Regions from separate parts of the Mus musculus genome. Here region 2 is linked to region 1. A link is a contact called in public HiChIP or PLAC-seq data. All regions are on one chromosome and are shown on one strand. Each heading gives the region's core, a stretch centred on a gene start, on an enhancer-like site or on the middle of the called end of the contact. The rest is flanking DNA. Distances are from core to core; before and after follow the strand shown. Region 1 overlaps Nhsl2 (NHS-like 2). Region 2 holds the start of Rps4x (ribosomal protein S4, X-linked).

Region 1 (6,248 bases), core at 2,553-5,052:
GAACCCAGAGCTTATTTATTGGCCAGACTGGCTGGCCAGCAAGTTCGGGGCATCCAGCTGTTTCCGCAGAACCAGATCTGGATCACTAGGATCACAGACATGCGCAATGGTGTCTGGCTTTGACATGAGTGTCAGGGATCTGAACCCAGGTCTTCATGCTTGCATAGAAGATACTTTACCAACTGTGCCACCTTCCTGGCTCCAACCCCTCCTTTTTTGAGACAGAGTTTTCACCATGTTACATAGCTTGGCCTGGAAGTCACAGTTCTACCTCAGCCTCTCAAGTGCTGGGGTTGGATGTGTGCCATTACCCCTGCCTTAATTTCAGCCATTTTTCCCTATGCAGTTCATTAGCAGTTAAGAACATTCATGTTGAGTTACCCATCTCCAGAACGTCTTTTATCTTAAAAAGTGAAGGTCTAGATCCTTGAAACAACTCTCCCTTCCCTCCCTCCCTCCTCTGCTGCCCTGGTGACCACGGTTCTACTTTTCAGGCCTATAGATTTGACTGTTCTGGATGCTGAGTGGAATCACGGATTTGTCTTTCTTTGTGACTTGCTTATTTTTATTAATGCCCTCAAGGCTCAGTGATGGGTTTCTCATCATTTCTAAACCCTTAATACTGAACATCAAAATCTCATGACCTTCTTTAAGCTGATTTAGGCTTCCAGTGTAAGTTAATCACTGCGCCGAAAGCAAGTGAGCATGTCAAAGCCACGGGTTATTTTCACATATACTTCCTCCAACTCCACAGGCTCCATCCGACTCAAACAGGTCCCATCCCCCGCCCCCCACTGGGTGAGGATAATTGCTTTACCGTGCTCTCAGTATCTTGAGTTTTTTAATTATGTATTTATAACAAGGGGGGCTGGGGAATATATAGCTCAGTGCCAGAGAGCTTACCTAGTGTCTGCAAGGTCCTGAGTTCCGTCCCCAGCGCTATTGTTTTAAATAAGTAAATAAACAAGAAAACACGCTCAGACCACCTGTTGTAATGAAAAGCATACACGAGAACAGGGATCTGGACTGGTCTTCACCATGTGGGCATTGAATGGCCTGAGGGTAAATTATTAACCTTCAGATCTCCATGTTCCTCCTCGACAAATGGAGCCATCAAAGCCTCTGTCCTGCTGTCCATCCAGAGTTGCTTTGAACATCAAGGGAAATAATGAAATTGTATGTGCTTTGTCCTGGCTATCATGGTCAAAGTCATTCCTTTTGGTTCTTATGCCTAGGGAGGTCAGTGGAACCGAGTGCTGAAGAGAAAAGTTTAATCAGTGATAAAACAGCCGAATGGATTGCAGAGGAGGAGGATGACGTGTTTGTGGCTTCCCGCACAACTGAAGATTTATTTACTGTGATACACAGGTCAGGATCATTTTCCTTCATTGTAATTGTAATTGCTTTCCCCTTCTCTACTTAAAGAAAAACTGCTGCCTCTGAGCAGCCATTAGAATTGCAAGTGAACATTAAGTCCAGGTACCTACATTTGTGAGCAGTCTGGGGCCTCACATCTCAAATTCACTGATGTCTTTGAGTGAAGGGGAGGAGGGGAGGACCAGGTGCTGAGAGAGGCCCCTCGTCTCCTAGCAACTGCTTGGCCTATTGTGTCTCCATCTGCTCCCTCACAGCTCTGTCTGCAGTCAGAGATGTTTAACCCTTCACAGAATTCCTTGTACCACAGAATTCTATCTCAGGGTGACATGGAGCCCTGGGCTGAATATGAGAGCAGGGACGTAGGCAGAGAGGGATCAGGGGTGGGCACAGGGGCATGACACAGGGGTTCGTGAGCCCAGTTACTGGTGTGGCACACCAGTTTTCAAACCAGTTTCAAAACCCTCTGGCTGCCTTAATTCATTCACTGAGCGACTGGCCTTACCTCTTTTAAGTCTGTCCTTGATCTCAAAACTAATAAGGACTGAACCTGTAGCATAGGGCAAAAGATTGCAGTTGTGAGCATTGAAAAGCATGTGGAGAACACAGGGCCCTGAAAGGGACCTGGGAGCTAAGAGGTGAGAAATAGCCGATCATCACAAGGCTGTCATATGCATACTATTTAGCACATCCCTTGCTGGCAATTTTTCAAAGCTTTGCTGGCTTTCTGCTCCCCGAATTCTCTGAACTCTCTCAGACGAGTCTTTCTCTCCTTTAGGTCCAAAAGAAAGCTACTGGGCTGGAAAGAGACTGGGGAGGGCTTCACGGGAAGCAAACCCAGCTCCCATTCACCAGTGAAGAATACAGCTGATTCTCCCACCGGTGAGGCTGCTGCTGCCCCAGGGCCAAGTAGCAGTGCCTGCCTAGATGCTGGTAGAAATGATGATTTCAAGGCCTTGCTCCAGAAGAAGGGAAGTAAGGCAACTCCCAGGACCCGCCCCTCAGCGGCCGAGCTGCTGAAGACCACTAACCCTCTGGCTCGAAGGATTATTGCACAGTTCTCAAAAGACTACGAACCCACTGACAACCCCAGTACCTAAGCCCTGCTTCTAACTTCCTAGGCCTGAGTAGAGAAGGAGAAAGAGAGAGAGCTTTAGAAAGGAACCAACCACAGGAATGACAAAAGAATCGATGTCTTTGATGTTAACTCACACTCTGAACAGCAGAGAGGACAACACAACAATGGAGCTCACCTGGCACTCAGATAGGCTTCAGACCTTCCACATTTCCATTATTCCATCCTTGCCATGACTGAACATCGGAGTCCTACTTCTTGTCTCTAGCCCTGTGCACTAAGAGAGCCTCAGATTGGAGAGCCACCTTTTCAACGTCCTATTGTCTTTGTCCATTGGCTCCTGTCACTGAGGGACACAGTACGGAGAACAGATTGGGACCTTCTAAATCAGGCCTGGGGACAGAGGGTACCAGTTCCCACTGTTGATTATCTACTTCCTTGAAGAGGCCTTGATGGCCCTTTGTGAAGACACAGAAAGACACCAAGGCCTCCTCAACCACAGTGTGACTTTCCTCCAGAGAGAGTTCTGTAGGCGTGCACTAATTACGGCATGGGGTTGATTGGATGGCTTTTGTGGTGCAAACTATGACTGTGACTCTTCCAAAACTTCATGCCTTTTTCAGTTTGATTGTCTATGCGGAGATCAGGGTGATGAGTTTTAATAAACTTCTAGGACCCCCCCCCATTAGCTAATGAACCAAGCTCAGCCAAGGTAACTCGCATGCACGCCTTGAGGTCTCTCGAGTGTCTGTCAACATAGGTAGCCAGGATCTGTGCCCAGCTCATGCTGTATACTCCAAGAACGCTCATTTCACTTGCATGTAACATTCATTTTACAGGAAGTACTTAGGTAAAGGACCGGCATCATGGAAGGCTCCAGGAGTGGAAAGAATGGTATCTTGTCCCGATACCATTCGATTCAGATTGTGCTATTTTGTGGTTGCTTCGATTTTGTTTAAAGGAAGTCTGACTCTTTCGAAAGTCCAGAACCTGTATACTAAAAAAAAGATCCACTCAAAATCAAAAAGGCAGCCATGCTATGGCCCAGGATACAAGGGCTACTTTTTGCCATCTAGGTACTGCTATTTGGCCAACTTTCAGTTAGCTGTGGTGGAAGACAGCAGATGTGGAAAGACTTCCAGAACAACCACAATGACCCCTTCTTTTCCAAAGTCATCAGGCACTGGCCATTCTTGTCAACTCAGTTTTGTAAGCAAAGCAAGAGCTCCTGATTTCCATATACCTGCTTTCTGGGGGGCTAGGGATAAGATGGGCAAAACACTGAGCAGAGAAACCGTGCTTGCCTGTGTTGGAAAGCTCTCGGTCTTCTGGTCCCAAGGGGGCCAAAAGGAAATGAACTTGTATCGTGCTTTGCAAAAGCAAACAAACAACAAAAAACGGTTCCCTGCACCCTTCCTCCTGTACCCCTGCCCACGGCACTTCTGCCCTTCCAGATTCCTTGCTCACTCTCCTGGAGGATGCAGCAAGAGGCCAGAAACAAACAGATCTCCATTTTGACAATCCTTATCAATGAGAAGCAAGCTCTTAGCTCAACTGCCCACACTCCAGCAAGGCAACATGGCTGAAACTGAAATAAAACTCCACTGAGTGCTGAGAAGACTCGAGCCCCTGGCATGGAAGCCTTAGGCTGAAATCCTTGGTTGGGTTGGTCTAATTCTGAATTCTAGACAAATGAAAATAGGTCAAGCTCACCAACTGTCTTCTAGCACTTCTCTCAGACTTAAGGGGAAAATGGTCTCTTAAATAATAAGACAGTTCTGAGAAACTATAGTTGTTTTGGAAGTGTTTAAAACATTTGACATGAAGATCTTAACCAAGTTTCCTAAGTTTTGACTGAATTGAAACAAGAGTCAGGCAGGAATGTGTGATGCAGTTTTGATCCCAGCACCTGGAAGATGGAGCCAGGCAGATCTCTGTGAGGTTGAGGCCAGCCTGATCTACATAGCTAGCTCCAGGCTGCTGAGGCTACATAGTGAGATCTGGACTTCAGTCTTGGCCTTAGTTTATATAGAAGTATCACAGCTGACCTGAACTCAGAACTCCAAAAGACAGAGGCATTTGCCTCTGTAGGGAAATGAAGGAGCGGATGCCCATGCTTGTGTCTAAGAGAAGCAAAAGGCTCCCTGGCTCTGCCCTTCAGAAGCATCGTGAGTGGTTGAACGTGTGAGCATATGGGACTCTGTATAGGGCTTGCTACTTTTGCTGATTTTTTTTCTTTGCAAGTGTCTTGTTTGTTCCTTCTCATGGGTTTTGCCTCTCCCCTCACCTTGCTACCTCTGGAGGTGTTCCCCCCCCCAAAAGATTGTAAAACTGAACGCTTAGACCGCTTGAGGTGGTTTCAGTTGCCTGAACCCTTGTTTTCCTCTGCAAAACTCTGTGGGCCCGGGATGTTTAGAACATTTCTGCATCACTATGACCCTCAGAAACCCATTAGCACAAAAGGATTTGGGGCAGAGACTTCACAGTCAGAGAAAAGACTTAGGCCTGGGAATGTCCATTCAGTGTTTGCAGGAGTGGACCTAGTCCTAAAGAAACCAGACTATTGGGGAAAAGATTTACCACTCATTGATCAGCACACCACCAAGCATCTTTCTAATACTTAACCTTCTCTTATTCAACTCTCTTCCCTGGGTACAATGTATGCTGCCGGTGAGGATGGGGGAAAGTTGAGGAGAAACTCTTTTCAGGGAGGTTCTCTGGGAAGTTGCTTCCAGAGTGATCTCTATAGGTAGAATAGACAGTAAGTTGGAGGGAACTCAAATTGGCCCCAGGTAGTCAGCCTCTGCTTCAAGCTATTTGTATTCCCCTGTTTCCCTCCAGCTTCAATCTTTAGTGGTAGGTGGCTCTGTTAGAGTGAATATAGACAAAGGTTGGCAAGACGCCCCCCCCCATCCCCACCCCAAGATGCAATTAATGCTTTGTACTTGGTGGGTATTGATTTGTGGTTCAAATGTGAGTGGTGGAGAGCAGGCTAGTCTTAGTACAAAGGCTGACTTTGCTTGTGGCTCCTCCCCTTTGCCTGTACTCCTGGCCTGCATGGGCCTCCAACTTGTCCTCCAGTCCTAACACCCGTGAACTGCACTGGTACCAACAGCTCAGCCACAAAGGAGTCAAGGCCATGGGCAGCCAATCCATTCCTGTTAGCTTCATGACCCCAAGGTTAAGGTTCTGCCAACAAGCATTCTGCCTGACATCTACTTTATCTAGACAACCCAGATCCAGTTGTCTCCGTACCTTGTCACTCTGAGCAGATCTACCCATGCACCTGTCCACCCCCCTCCTCCTCACCTTTGAACCAGTCAGGAAAAAAAAAAAAAAAGACTAGTTATCTATCAATCACTCAGTGCTCTGTTGCTCACTGCTCCGCCCTCTATGTTAGCCAAGTCTGTGGCACAATGGTGAGCTTTTCCTTTGCTATGATTTGCCAGGGCCAGGACTAGGGTGAGGCGATTGGGGAGACGCCCACTCTCAAGGCCCCCGCCAGTGCCTTACCCTTGCCTTGGCCCTGCGATTTGCACTCTGTAAAGTTGTATCGGTTACTCTTCCTGAGTGTAGTTGTGATTTGGGGGGCAGGTTCTGCACCAAATGTTTCTTTGCTGTTTCTCCATTTGTTGCCAGAAGCCTTTGTATGCCTAAGCATTAGAGAATCTTAAGTATTATCACAAGCATGTCTAAATGGCCTGCTCCAGCTGGCAAATGAGCACCCCGGTCAGGAGGAACACTATGGCCTGAGCCCTTCAACAGTCAGTTGGGGGTCTGCCCCTGTGACCTTCTGTCT
Region 2 (6,248 bases), core at 1,856-4,355, 110 kb after region 1:
GACCCCGCACCAAGCATCAAGTGATTCACAAAGCTCAACTAAACTTACATTTGGGAAAAAACCCCAGAAGCTCAAACTTACAAGCCACCGAGGGGACAGCTGCTGCTTACCAGTGTCAAACTTGATGAAGTCAGTTATTTTGCCTGTCTCCAAATCAATCTGAATGGTGTCGTTCACCTTGATGAGGGGATCAGGGTACCGAATAGTACGAGCATCATGGGTCACCAGGTGCGGGATTCCTTTTGTGCCTACAAAGATCTTTCTCACTTTGCACAACTTGTACTAGAAGTATAAAAGGGTTAAATACATTTAATCTAACTCATATATACCTTGTTATAGTTGTTTCTGGGGCCAATCCCCAGCTTAAAAAAAAAAATCACATTTTGTGCACTCTGCTCCAAACAGCAACGGTATTAGCAACTTGTCTATCAAATCAAATTTCTAGTGGTCACTGGACATGCCCTTCAGCCTACTGACAACAAGGCAGCATGTAAGAAAACCAGAAGCCACACCATCAATTGAATTAACCTTCATTTATAGCCATTAATTCAAGCCCTAAACCTACGTGAAAAGCCACCTAAAACTGAACTAAGCAAAGATAGTAAATTAAACCAACGCCCCAAAGATTACCGGTTTCTTGTACCTCTAACCCACCCAAAAAGCAAAGGTAGACCCACAAATGGAGACATGGCAACATGCCAAATAGATTGCCAACTCCTTTATGTTCCAAGGAATACTTCAAAATTAATCCCAAGAAAGGATGTCGTGTTTCTACAAGACACCAAAAGTCAGTGCTCTAATTGCCACAAGAAAGCTCCACCCCAAGATATCTAGCAACAGACCTTACAGAGGCTGAGGGGCTGGGGTGTAGGTCCGAGATCAAGCATGTGCTTTGCCACGTGAGAAACGGGGTTGAGTACCCAGTAAGTTAAACCATGCAACAGGTCCCCATCGATCTCATCTCTAGGCACACAATTCTAATGAAATCTGTTGACTCATCTCTCACTTCCATGATCTAACTTAGAAACTAATTTTAGAGGAAACTACCCAGCCCGCTTGCCACACCAACCTTGGCCTCCTCCGGTGTAATACGATGAACAGCAAAGCGACCCTTGGTGTCATAGATCAGACGGAAGTTCTCTCCGGTCTTGTCAATGCTGATGACATCTGATATCAAAGAATAAGGTTACCACAGCAACCCTCACTACACTCCTAACTGAGCTGGGGGATGTGTGTGTGTGAGCCCATTTTATCAAGACTCCACATAAACTTTAAATGGGAATTTGGGTTTCAGAAGCTATCCCCACAATATTTAAGTAACAGCCCAACAGAGATTCTGATCCAGTAGGTCTGTATGGGAGAGTAGCAAGAAATTCAAAATTTAAAAAGGAATAAAAGCCCAGTAGCCAAACCTCTCCATATTACCGTGCCAGGGTAGGGGTGAAGACGAAGACCAGGAAAGCCTGGCACTTTCCCAGTCACCTGCCACTATTGGGAGTTAAGGGCCTGTGGCCACTACCGATCCTGATTACTCACCCATAAACCCAGCAGGGTAGGTTATATCGGTCCTGACTTTCCCATCAATCTTAATGAATCGCTGCATGCAAATCTTTTTTACTTCATCTCCAGTCAGGGCATACTTAAGTCTGTTCCTTAGGAAAATGATGAGAGGCAGGCATTCCCTCAGCTTGTGAGGACCAGTGGATGGACGAGGAGCCTGGAAAGTTTTAGGAAAATTACTACACCAAAACTTGGGTTATTTTACATGGGGGGGGGGTCGCTAGAAGATTCCTCAACATTTTCTCCTCCAAAGAATGAGGCCTGCTACTTTGAGACCTGAGTCTATGTATCCACCATCAGTGTACTATGGAATACATGGAGTAGATGAAACAGATGTATCAAAATTGAGGTAGGACACAGGTCTTTAAGACAGCCAAAGATTCTCTACATTCAACTCCACAAATATGCTTGTTAAAGGTATGTCTACCTTTCACACCACAATACTTACAAACACGCCAGTCAACTTATCCAGCATCCAATGTTTTGGAGCAGCTACACGCTTCAGGTGTTTCTTGGGACCACGAGCCTGGAAGAAGTTTTCAAAGTAACGTTGTTACATTGTTTCAGGTCTTTCCAGCAAAGCCTACGGCGTAAATCCTTCAATGAACTGACTTTCGAACTTTCCCAATTAACAAAATGTGGGCAATATTGAAAGCGCCGGGTCCCAGTAAAACGTAGAAAAGACAGATAAGCATCAATAGGCCAAACCCAGTATTCGCACCTTAGCGATTCCCATTTTTTACAGTTATGCCAGATGTCTCCATTATGCCTGCTCACAAAAATTAGCCTTTCATAGCACACTTGCGAATTACCCAGTGATTCAACCCTAGACGCACAGGCAGATAGGGACAGAAAATGGCCCAGGACCGTATCTCAATTGTCAATCGAAAAGTATAGTATTAGAACACAGCCATCTGGATCGAAGGTTTCTGGTACAAAGATAAACTCTAACTCCGGCACTGGCACTACCACGTGTACTGCTCCTTTGTATACTAAAGAGTCGAAGTTTCACATTCGAAAGCGGAAGGAAGCTTTTTGTAATGCTTCGTACACTTACCAGCTACACAACATATAAAGTAAGTCCGTGCCAAAAGATAGACAAATGCACAAGTAAGAGCTAATCCTTCAAGCAGACCCTGCGCCCACATGCCCAAAGCTTCAATCTGCACTCCCGGGCCCTCGAAGTTCTTCCCCAAGTGGAAAAGCATTTCTCCCTGGGCAAGGGGATGTGTGATTAAGCCCAAGGCCTTGCTTGCCCTCTGCGGCAGACTTCCCATCCTAGCTCAGACCAGTATTCTCCCTTGCCGCCAAGCCCATCTCTGCCAGCCTGCAGCAGAGCTGCTTTCGCCTCCACCCTGTAGTCGACCGCGGGAGCCCTGATAACCCGGGCAGCATCGGTCAGGGAGGATGGAAGCCGATGCAACCCAAGAGCTCGCTGTACCCCTGCCTTACCATGGCTGCGCTAGGAACGGAAAGAGACTCGCCTTCTTCCGGCGAACGAAGAAATTAGGGTCGGAGGCTGCGCGCGCGCTGGAGCCTGGGTTGCTCCGCCCAGCCTCAGACTTTCCCAGCGGGCGGGGACTCTCTCTTGCCATCTGCTGGTGGGAGGTCAGAGGTCCCAGGCTGGGAAACTGAGGCTGAGAGAATCTCCCAAAAACTGTTTTTCCTCAGTCCTTTCTCTTCTTTGTGCCGAGTGATGAGTGCTGGGGATACCCAGACCAATCGCACCAGATAACTGCCCGCAAGGAGAGTTCTGTTAGATGGCTGAGTGATAAAAAGATACATTTTAATACTCGATACTTTTCTTATACAAAGTTTCTCTAATCTTCCAGAGTTACCAGTCCAATCAGCCAGCCCCATGCTAAGCGAAAGGTTTGGCCAACGGCATGTTTCTCTTTGCTTTTGTAAAGATTGCTGAGGCACTGAGCCATCCAGGGTGAGATGGTAGGCTCTCTGCTTGAACCTGGCATCCTGCGCATCCACTCCTGTAGAACACATTTGACATTTATTGTACTGTAAGTGGAAGAGAGGGAACATTAGAGAGTATCTGGTTTTGCCTAGCCAGTATGTAGACCTAGCTGTTCTACTTTTGAAGCTGCTGTGTTAGAGTGGTGGCACTGGCTGCCCTTCATTCACCATTTTCTGCTCTCTTAGTTATCTGTGGCCTCCCACAGGTCGATGAAGTCTGCCCATCATAAACCCAAAGATCCAGTCCCTTCAAACTATTATGAAAGGGGTATTTTTCAGCCTCACCTTTCCTCTTTCTCCTGTCCCTCCCCTCTCTCTCATATGTGTGTGTGCAGTTGTTATCATTTATTTGTTATCATTAGTGGCTGCTAGGGAATGAGTCACTTTTTCATATATATATATATATATATGCAAATGAAATATACATTTTGGGGGGGGGGTTCGAGACAGGATTTCTCTGTGCAGCGTTGGCTGTCCTGGAACTCACTCTGTATACCAGGCTGGCCTCAAACTGAAATATACATCTTGAGACAGAGCCTCATTATGTAAGCCAGGGTAGTCTCAGACTCATCATTTTTCTGCTGAGAGTTGAGTTACAGGCATGCACCCCCACAGTCTATATAGTACAAGCAAGCAGACTATATCTTTATTTTTAACTTTTGAGACAGGCTCTTCTAGACAGGCTAGGCTGACCTGCAGCTTGAGAGAGGTCATCTGCCTCATCTTCCCAAGTGCTGGGTGATACGTTACTTCGCCACTGTAGGTGAAATGAGACAAATCAAGCAGAATTAGATTATATTAAATGCAGGTTTATTGGAAAGGTGCTCTCGGGCAAGTTCACTGGCCCCAAGGACTGAGGCTAGGGGAGTCACAATGGGAAGGAAGAGATGGGGGGAGGGGGAAGAGAGGGGAGAGGGAAGAAAGAGGGGAGGAGAGAGAGGGGGAGGGGAAAACAGAGGGCAGGGGAAACAGAGGGGGAGGGGGAAGAGACAGGAGAGTGGGAAGAGGGAAGGGAAAAGAGAGGGGGAGAGGAGGAAGAGAGGAGAGAGAGGGAGGGAGGGGGAGAGAGAGAGGAGAGAGGGGAGAGAGAGAGAGGAAAATATCTGGATTATATAGGGAGCTTCTGGGGAAAAGGCAGCTCACCTCCTGGGCTGGGAAGTTCAGGCTTGGGGGCAGGGTCTGCCAGCTAGGGATTGAGGGATGCGGGGAGAATCTGGAGGCCAGGTCTGCTTTCATATGTAAAATATGCACCTCAGTCTCCTGTCCCAGGGTCTGGGATGATAGGCATGTGCCACTATGGCCAGCCTATAGTTTTATTTCTTTTCTTCCTCTTCTTTTTTAAAGATTTATTTATTATTATATGTGAGTACACTATCACTGTCTTCAGACACACAAGAAGAGAGGGCATCAGATCTCATTATGGATGGTTGTGAGCCACCATGTGGTTGCTGGGATTTGAACTCAGGACCTTTGGAAGAGCAGTCAGTGCTCTTAACCACTGAGTCATCTCTCCTGCCCCTTATTTGTTTGTTTGTTTGTTTGTTTGTTTTTCGAGACAGGGTTTCTCTGTGTAGCCCTGGCTGTCCTGGAACTCACTCTGTAGACCAGGCTGGCCTCGAACTCAGAGATCCACCTGCCTCTACCTCCCAAGTGCTGGGATTAAAGGCGTGTGCCACCACTGCCCGGCCCTAGTTTTATTTTAATTGATATATACCAAGTGTACAGATTTATGGGGCACAGTATTGCATGTTTATGCATGTATATAATGTATAATAATCAGCTCAGAGCAGTTGCCACATCTTCACCTCAGAACTTTATAAATTCTTTGTGTTGGAAGCATTCAGTATCCTCTCTACTACTTCTTTTGAAGCATCCAACCAAATCGTTTCAACCATCACTACCCTACTGTGTATCTGTTCACCATCCTTTCCATCCTCCCCAGGTGCTGTTAGCCACTAGTCTTTACTTCTTTGTGATTAGCTTTTAATACAATTAATTTATTTTCTAGTCTTATTTATCTTATTCTTGTTTATGACTGTTTGGTGTCATGTAGTCTGTGCACCACTTGCATGTCTGCTGTTCCCAGAGGTCAGAAGAGAACCTTGGATCCCCTGGAACTAGAGTCATGCATAGTGTGAGCTGCCAGGTAGATGCTGGGAGTTCAACTCAGGTCCTCTCCAAGAACAAGTGCTCTTAACAGCTGAGACATCTCTCTAGCTCCTTTATATACTTAAAAAGAAATAATATCATCTTGATTCTCCCACAGTTGTGTGTGTGTGTGTATGCACACACACAAGTGTATAATGTATTTTGGTTGTATTCACACACGCCCATTCCCCCTTTGCCACCTGCTTCATGCTCCCTCTGGGGCCCTTCTTCCCAATATGCCCTCTTCATACTTGTATTTTTTGTTTTTGTTTCTGTATCGTTTTTTAGACGCAGTCTCACTCTATAGCCCCAACTGTCCTGGAACTCACCAGAATGCACAGCATCTGTTTGCATCTGCCTCTGGAGTGCTAGAGTCAAGACCATGCTCCACCACGCTCCTCTTTCTTTCTTAAAATAACTCACTGAAGTAACTGAGTGTAGTGACACAGGGCAACAAAGTGAAACCTCCATCTCAAAAGCAAAACAAAACCCTCCACAAAACCCAAACAACTAAGTTCGTTTGTTTGAACTTAAATTTGACTTGCATGTGCGTGGGTGTGGGTTTGTTTCCT

The links. HiChIP or PLAC-seq counts read pairs in DNA pulled down with a chosen protein or histone mark.
Region 2: a contact with region 1 is called in an H3K4me3 HiChIP or PLAC-seq map of pro-B cells, with 2.7 times the contacts expected there. The contact joins the promoter of Rps4x here to the enhancer-like site in region 1. A contact is called at or near these places in 9 of 39 promoter capture datasets (the 3T3-L1 cell line, the C10 cell line, cranial neural crest and 5 more), 9 of 484 Hi-C or Micro-C datasets (the AML12 cell line, the HPC-7 cell line, the N1E-115 cell line and 5 more), 5 of 115 datasets of contacts at active chromatin or transcription factors (astrocytes, embryonic forebrain, embryonic stem cells and 2 more) and 2 of 9 other capture datasets (adipose tissue and liver).

What each region holds. Positions count from the first base shown.
Region 1 is chrX:102,080,454-102,086,701 of GRCm38.p6, forward strand. It overlaps Nhsl2 (NHS-like 2), which reads left to right. Exons shown (of 8, transcript NM_001163610.1): 7 at 1,236-1,368; 8 at 2,153-6,248. The coding sequence ends at 2,474. Among named protein-coding and RNA genes, the nearest start is that of Rtl5, 12 kb to the left of the region's middle. Within about 2 kb of position 3,803, at least 1 of the 459 cell types and tissues checked has an H3K27ac peak or open chromatin away from gene starts, as enhancers often do. A contact at or near this core is called in pro-B cells, where this site is marked.
Region 2 is chrX:102,186,286-102,192,533 of GRCm38.p6, forward strand. It overlaps Rps4x (ribosomal protein S4, X-linked), which reads right to left and starts at 3,106. Exons shown (of 7, transcript NM_009094.2): 1 at 3,013-3,106; 2 at 2,009-2,086; 3 at 1,537-1,717; 4 at 1,070-1,167; 5 at 111-282. The coding sequence starts at 3,015.